2 separate regions of the Mus musculus genome follow, and region 1 is linked to region 2. A link is a contact called in public promoter capture Hi-C data. All regions are on one chromosome and are shown on one strand. The core of a region is the stretch at or near the end of the contact, and the rest is flanking DNA. Distances in the headings are between cores, read along the strand shown. Region 1 overlaps Car5b (carbonic anhydrase 5b, mitochondrial). Region 2 holds the start of Grpr (gastrin releasing peptide receptor).

Evidence for each region. Promoter capture Hi-C pulls out the DNA fragments that hold promoters and counts their contacts.
Region 1: a contact with region 2 is called in a promoter capture Hi-C map of trophoblast stem cells, with 3 times the contacts expected there. The contact joins the enhancer-like site here to the promoter of Grpr in region 2. A contact is called at or near these places in 12 of 39 promoter capture datasets (the 3T3-L1 cell line, the C10 cell line, the HPC-7 cell line and 7 more) and 5 of 484 Hi-C or Micro-C datasets (the HPC-7 cell line, Sertoli cells, cardiomyocytes and 2 more).

What each region holds. Positions count from the first base shown.
Region 1 is chrX:164,008,876-164,012,736 of GRCm38.p6, forward strand. The region is part of intron 2 of Car5b (carbonic anhydrase 5b, mitochondrial); the gene reads right to left. Among named protein-coding and RNA genes, the nearest start is that of Car5b, 17 kb to the right of the region's middle. Within about 2 kb of position 1,931, at least 4 of the 459 cell types and tissues checked have an H3K27ac peak or open chromatin away from gene starts, as enhancers often do. A contact at or near this core is called in trophoblast stem cells, where this site is marked.
Region 2 is chrX:163,547,735-163,551,727 of GRCm38.p6, forward strand. It overlaps Grpr (gastrin releasing peptide receptor), which reads right to left and starts at 2,002. Exons shown (of 3, transcript NM_008177.3): 1 at 1,148-2,002. The coding sequence starts at 1,563.

The sequences.
Region 1 (3,861 bases), core at 681-3,180, 460 kb after region 2:
CCCTACTTGTCTACTCTTACTCAGTAGCACTCACTCTCTTGTTGAAACCAAACTTTACTCTTGAGGTTTTAGCTAAAGCAAAACACAAAATCTCAGCAACATGACTGTCTAAACATGGCTCGAACAAGGATAACAACGGATGTGCTACGGTGGACAGAGGAAAGCTTACAAGGACTCAACCCTAGACAAAGATACAGGTCACCAAGGAATCCTGAGAGCAGGAGAAATTGTCTTCCCCAGGAAAGAGCACACCAAGTGATTATCCAATACCAACAGTCATCCCTGAAATCGTACATACAAGTAACAATATCCAGATTGAGAAGGTTATACTTGCATATTTCGGAATATATATGTATATATGTATGTGTATATGTGTATATGTGTATGTGTGTGTGTGTGTGTGTGTGTGTGTAGCCATGAATTTGAAAATAGCAAGAAGTAATACATGGGAGGGTTTGGGAGTAATAAAGGCAGGGAGAGAATAAAGTAACTATATCATAATCTCAAATATTAAAATTTTTCTAGAGGGGACATTATAGTTGTTGGCCAGAAAGAAAGCAGTCCAGGCACAAGTTGCTGCAGTCCACCGAAGCAAGGCTTGATAGCAGTTGGGAAAATGTCTGCAAGCTCTAGAAACCCGGAGCATTTACAAAATGACAACATGAGGAAAGAAGTTATGCTATCGATATTGAACTTCCCATGGGATCTAAATGAAAGGAACAGGGCTACATGGCACACAGACAGCTTTGGGACAGGAAGACAGCCGGTAAAGAGATGCAGCTCTCCTTCCTCCTCCCAACGATCCTCCCTTCCATTCTTAGGCTCTCTGTCATTAAATTAGAATAGCTCAGATTATTGCTCTGGTCCCTCTCTGCACCTGAGCTTTTCAGTGTGATACTCACTTAACTATGTGTAAACCGAGATGCGCTATAAATGAATGACTCTAAGATCTTTGAAGACTTAGCAAAAAAAAATTCACTTATAGTTCTTAAAGTAATTTCATATTAGAAATATAATATCTTTAATATAGTAGATTAATGAAAATATATTAGAATTAACTTATCTAATTTGTACTTTTTAATTTTTATTTATTGACTGCATATGGGTACTTTGCCTACATATATGCAGTTTTATCTACATTTATGTCTGTGCAACATGTGCATGTCTGGAGCTTGCAGAGATCAGATGTCAGGTGACCTGGAACTAGAGTTATAGAGTCTGGTGCTGGGAATTCAACCTGGGTCCTCTTGAAGAGCAGCCAGTACTCTTAACCACTGAATTCTCTCTCTAGTCCTTACTTGTACTTAAGAAAAATGAAGTCACTAGAAAACATAACTGCCTGTATGGCTCATATATATGGCTCATGTTACACAGCTATTGGACAACACCAGTTATGAATAATTCTTACACTGTTAAATTCAACACCTGTTAAATACATCAACATCCAGAATATACTGGATTAAAAAATACATTACCAAATTAATTAGTTTCCTTTTCAATATTCTAACCCACACTGCCTCTCTAGCCTGTCTTTTTCATGAGGGAAAGCACAGCACCAAAGACCTTCTTAGTAGGCTTTGACCTTAAGCCAGGGTACAAACAATGGAGTACGCAGGCTCTCATTAAGGCTTTACCAACACTCGCAGAAGCACAAGTCTCCTTGCTGGACTGTCAGGGCTATGGGGAAAACTCTGACGATGAACTGACTAATCAGTGGAATCACATGGCACTGCTGCCACAGGGAATAAAGCCTGCATTTCCTGTGCTAGCTCCAGGGCTTCCTGTTAGTCCCCAGGAGCCGCAGACGGCCTGAAAATAAAGAAATTCCATGGAGCTCTCAATCTTAAATACTTAAATACCAAGGAGTTATCAATGTGGTTTTGGTCTGGTTTGGTTTTGAGACAGGTTCTCAGTCTGTAACTTAGGCTGGCCTGGATCCACACTCCTCCTGCTTTGGATTTCTGAATACTTGTGCTGAAAACACAAGCGTGAGTTGTTATACCAAACTTAAAAAAGAAAATCCTTTAAATGGGCTGGAGAGATGGCTCCGCAGTCAAGAGCACCTGCTCTTCTTGCAGAGAACTCAAGTGTGGTTTCCAGCACCAACATGGGGAGACTTAGAACCATCTGTAACTCCAGTTCCATTAGATCTGACTCCCTCTTTTGGCCCCAGAGGGCACCCACACACATGGCATGCATACACATGAATAAATATAATAAAATTTAGCTATATAAAAGAAGAAAGTCTTAAATGTGCTTATTGATTTAGTTTTGTCTAACTATGTTTATTTGTTGATGCTGGGATTACCACACACAGCTTTAGCCACTGTCCACCATGCCCAGCTAAATAGAGATTGTTAATAGAACTAGAGCTTATTAAAAGACATTTTCAATATAGTTTTCTTTTGGAGACAGGGTCTCACTATGTATCTGGAACTCGCAGAGATTTGCTACCTCTACCTCCCAAATACTGGATTAAAGGCATGTGCCACCACTCTTGGTTTAATACGGAATTTTAAGTATGTAAGTTAAAATTTAAAAAAAAAAGGATAAAATAAGACATACCCAAGTATGAGCTTCTTAAAGAGAGTATCCTAAAGAAGCTTTTCTTTCCTGTCAGATTATGTATGTATGTATGTATGCATGTATGTATGCATTTATGTATTTTTATTCGTGTGTCTCTGTGTGGTATGTGTGCCTGAGGAGACCAGAAGAGGGTGTCAAGTCCTCTGCAGCTTGAGTTATAGGTGGATGTGCGCTGGCTGTCCCACATGGGTGCTGGTCCTCTGCAAGTGCAGCTTAACTGCTGAGCCATCTCTCCAGCCCTCTGAGTAAGCCTCACAGAGAAGACAATGCTGTAAAAACTCTATACAGAAGCATTCAGGAGAATTGATTTGAAGGATGGAAACTTCCAGTGTGGTAACTATTAGGTACACATGGTTCTAAAATAGTAATGAATTTAAATTGGCATGTAAATACATGAGACTTGCGACGACATTTTTTTCTTTTCCTTCCTGTCATTTGTTTCTTCTTCTGTTTTATCTTTGTAATTTCATGGGTTTATTTTTTTTTTTAGTGGCTGTATTAGATACAGTGATGTTCAATAATTTTAATAGTCCTCTTCCTTACTTAAAGAAGCCAGATGTGATACACAGCTGTAATCCCAGCATTCAAGAAATGGAGAGAGGAGAATCAGAAATTCAAGGGCAACTTCTGCTACACAGCAAGTTTGAGGCAAGTCTGGGGTATATGAAACCCTGTCTCAAAAGGAACAAACAAACAAACGAATAAATAAATAAATAACTATAGGAAGACTGAGACCATCAAGCACCACTAATGTAATAATAAGTTTGCCCCATTTTTATGCGCCATGATCTTCTTTATGCCTTTCATTAAATTAAAAATCACTAAATCATCAAATTCATTTTCCCGTGTTTTAGGTTCTTACGCCTAATTTTGTTTAATGTAACAATTAAGCTAAATGGCACTCTGAGTAAAACTAATTTTATTTTCATCTCTGGTAATAGGTATATAGCCTATTAAGTCTTTAAGAGTTACTGACTGCATCTCAGGAAAACAGTAAACAGCAATTTGAATAGACAGCCCATGGTTCCTGGGCAGAGAAAGAAGGTGAATGGCAGTGTGCTTCTGCAGTTCCCACAATCTTCTACTTCCTTTACCTCTTGGTCTGCTTTACATGACCTTAAGAAGGCCAGATTGGAAGCTGGGTGTAGAGGTGCATGACCGTCACATTGGCACACCCAGGGACTAAGGCAAGAAGAAGATCCAAATTTCAAAACCAGCCTGAGGCTGGAGAGATGGCTCAGCAGTTAAGAACACTGGCTGCTCTTCCAGAGGTCC
Region 2 (3,993 bases), core at 752-3,251:
TTTGTTCTTTTATAGCAGGAGACTCAAGCACCACAAGTAGTAAAGGAGAGGCCCTCTACTTCAGATTCTAAACTTTACAGAATTGCAGCTATACTTTTTCCAGTATACACTCTGGTCCTATGTATTTTTAACATACACCATATAGTTGACTTAAAGATAACAATGTATAACCTCTGGTCCAATAAACCTGGGTTTTTTTTTCTTAATTTAGAAATTTAGCTAGATACTAGATACAACATATTGTATCTAGTAGTCTAATCATTTCTGTGTTCATTCTTCAGAACATAAGATACAATCAACAACATGTGTGAATATCCTTCACATATATCTTTACTTGCCTGTTCAAGCATGAGTTTTCTTTTTCTTTTTAACATGGTAGATATAGATATTTGACAAATACAGGTTTGAAATATATATATATGTGTGTGTGTATAATCACATGTGTGTTTTCCAGATGTGCATTTTTCAGAATAACAGAAGACACTCAGCCTCACCAAGATACAAAGATATTGTACATAGAAGGACAGTCAACCTTGAACTCGCTTAGCTGGGCAAAAGGGAGCAAACATATTTAAAGTCATTGAAGGGAGACTTGGAAAAATTCACACACAACTGTTCTGTTCAGTCATACCTAAAAATGAACTGTAAGAAAAGTTAAGACTGTCCAAGGAAGACAAAATTCAGAGAAATGGAGCCTTTGTTGTTGTTGTTGTTCTTTCTCAAAGGAGATTTTACAGAGGGTCAGTGGGAACTTCTCTATTTTCTGAAGGATTCTGAATTGCTTCTAAAAAACACTAGCCTGAGGTTGAAACTGTAGGGTAGGATTGTCCTTCTCACTGTTCAATTAATTTTTCAGAGAAGGAGAAGACAGGGAAAGGCAATGATTTTTCTTCAGAAAAAAAATGCCCCTCAGTCTCAGGCTTAGAGATTTAATTCTCATTTGTCTCCTCGGGTCTCCACCATTCTCTCATTTTTCTTTTCTTAAACTAATATGCCAAACTCCAGAAGTAATTTTCAGAACAAAACCATGCCTGGAAGGGATTGTGAGTTTGAGTAAAAGTTCCCTTTAGGGTAGACAGCTCTCTCATGTGATTCACTGAGTGGTCCGCCACCCCAAGAGAGGATATAACTTCCAATGAGTACTTACCTGTCAGCTGACAGTGCCGTAAGTGTGAAGACAGACACCCCCACTGAAGTAAGTTGTATAAAGGGGATCAGTTTGCAGCCAATTCTGCCAAATAGCCACCTGTCAGCCAGGTACTTGCTGGCATCCACAGGGGCGCATGTCACCAGCAGCAGCAGGTCTCCCAAAGCCAGGCTAGAGATGAACAGGTTTGGCACGTTTCGCATGGACTTGACCGTGCAGAAGATCTTGATGAGCGTGATGTTGCCAATAAGACCTATCACGATGATAAGCCCATAAACTGCAGGGATGACATAGATGAAGCCCGGGTGAAACCAGTTGTCCATCTTGGGGGGACTCAGACTTTGATTGAAGGTGTCGTTGCAGGACAGGAAAGGGTCCACGTCCAAGTTCAGGTGGGAACAATTATTTGGAGCCATCTCAAAGCTTCTCTCTTCAAATGCGCCTTCAAGATGCTGCTTTGTAACTTCTGGGTTTTTCAGTTAGGCGCTGAAGGTTTGTCAGTTAGGCTCGCTGATCTGTGTGAGCCTCTTGATCTCTCTTTAAAACACTCTGAATTCACACACACACACACACACACACACACACACACACACACACACTGGTATTCCAAACTCTAGCTCAGTTTGTTGATGTTGGTTCTGTCCCAGCCTTCACACCACCAGCAAGCAATACATCTGTACATTCACTAAGTTAACAAGCAACAGAAACTCAGCCTGAAGAAAAGCTTAGAATTAAGCCCACTTTGTCTCAGCTCTTCCTACCTCCATCCTAGACTGAGTCTCTCTGGCTGCAGTTTACTAAGAACTTTTGGATTGCTATTTTCACACAGCATTTCCCGTCTTCCCTGATTTGTAGAACCTGAAGGTTTAAAGTGGGTAGAAAAAAACTGCACCAAGAAAGCCTCCAATCCTATAGGCAGGATGCTTTGGACGTCACTGGCTTCCCTAGCAAACGGCAGCTCTCCTGAGCTGCCGCTCTGAAGTGGAGCCAGGACCATGTATAGACAGCGAATGCCAGCCCCCTGCTGGACGCTTCAATCACTGCCCAGCTGCCTGCTTTCTTCAAATGAGAATCAGGCAGCAGATCACAACTCCTAAGTGGCTTAATAGATAGATACCTTTGCCTTTTCATTTAAGCTGGGAGCACCTAATAGCAGGCATTTAATAAATGCTGTTCGCTGCAAAGTCTGGGAATATCTCTGATACTATCTCCATGAGTTCAGATGTGACTCAGGACCCTCCTGTTTCTAATCTTTACTAATGTATTAAAATGGGACATCTAGGTCTGTGTGTGAGCTGTCCCAGTTAGTTCCCTCGGAATAGGGACTGCTACGGAGAACTGCATGCACGGACTCACACCTTAAACCTACAGCAACAGACTTCAGGAAAACCAGAAGTACGGTGCACATGTGCTCTTTCTTGAAAACTTCCCAAGCCTCTGACTATGGAGCCAGCTGCAGGCTCAGCACACATAGATCAATGGATGATCTTTTTCAAACCAAATTTAAAGCGCATTATTTTCTTTTGATCTAAAAATCATATGAGCTGGCTTTTTGGTGTAGCTTTTTGCATTTTTGGCAAGCTGTCAATTTCCTCCGAAGTATACAACGGTTGTAGATTCTCTCAAGAAACAGGAAACAAGAGACAGAGGGGGTGGGGAGCTAGTGAAAGAAATGAGTTATGGTCAAAGGAGTGCTGAGAAATACTCTATTAAAATGCTATCAGAATGAGACTTGACCTTTTGCTAGCACTAACAAGTACATCATAAGGCTATACCTTTATGGTATCTATTGAGCCGGTCCTTTTTGATATGTGTCAGAAAGCTAGTTAATAACAGACAGTGCTAGGGAAAGGCTCATATTTCAGGACCCATAATAAATAAAGAAAACTGCTTGATACCATGTCAGGGCCCACCCAGAAAGCTTCCAAAGGCATTGCCATGTACCTTTGCAGCATTTGATGGCCAGGTGACTGTGGTGCCCTTTTGGTAACATGAAAGAGTCCTTGTAGGCAGCAGTCAGAAGATTGATGATGCTACATGCTTGCAGGTAGAAGGGTTTCTTAGTGGAGTCCAGCACTGCCAGGATTGAGCCAATAAACATGAGTCTAGTGGTGTCAATCAGTTGCTAGAAGTACAACTTATTGATACAGGACATGAGCTTCAGTCCTGACAGACCCACCCATTTATTACCTTGGCACATTGCTTGGGCACACATCTTCAGGTTCAAGTTCTTTATTTGTAGAGCAGGGATAATTTATGAAATTCAATAAAAAACCATCCCTGGTAAGACTGTATAGTATTTATTCCATTTGATTAATTTTAGCTACTTACCACTATTACCATGATCACCATTTGGGGATTGAAGGGAAAAGATTTGCTTGGGAACAGCTCAGAAGACTGATTGATCTCAAATCAATAGACAGGAGTTCCACACACACCAGTGAATCATCAATTCCTCTGTTTACTTAAGAGGAATGTATAGCTGCCATGTACTACATATGTAAGAAGCTAGAGAGCGGCACTGATTGAGGTGATCACACGTTAGATCCATTCCCTTTCTAGAATGAAGTTTACTGCCTCCACCCCCGCCCCCCCAAAGAAAATGTAACACCTGACATTGAAGATTTCCTAGGTGCGGGCTAGGGCTTTTGAACAGAGAAAACGCAGCACATGCTTCGTGGCACAAAGGAAGCAGGGTAGCATTGAGCAAGAGAAACACTATAAGCCCCTTTATAAAGGTCACCCAAATTAGCAGAAACAGGGTGCAGAGAGTACAACATGAAACACAGCTGGAGGCAAATTGGATGAGACAGTGCTGAATCCCTTGTTGTTGCTATGAAGTTCTG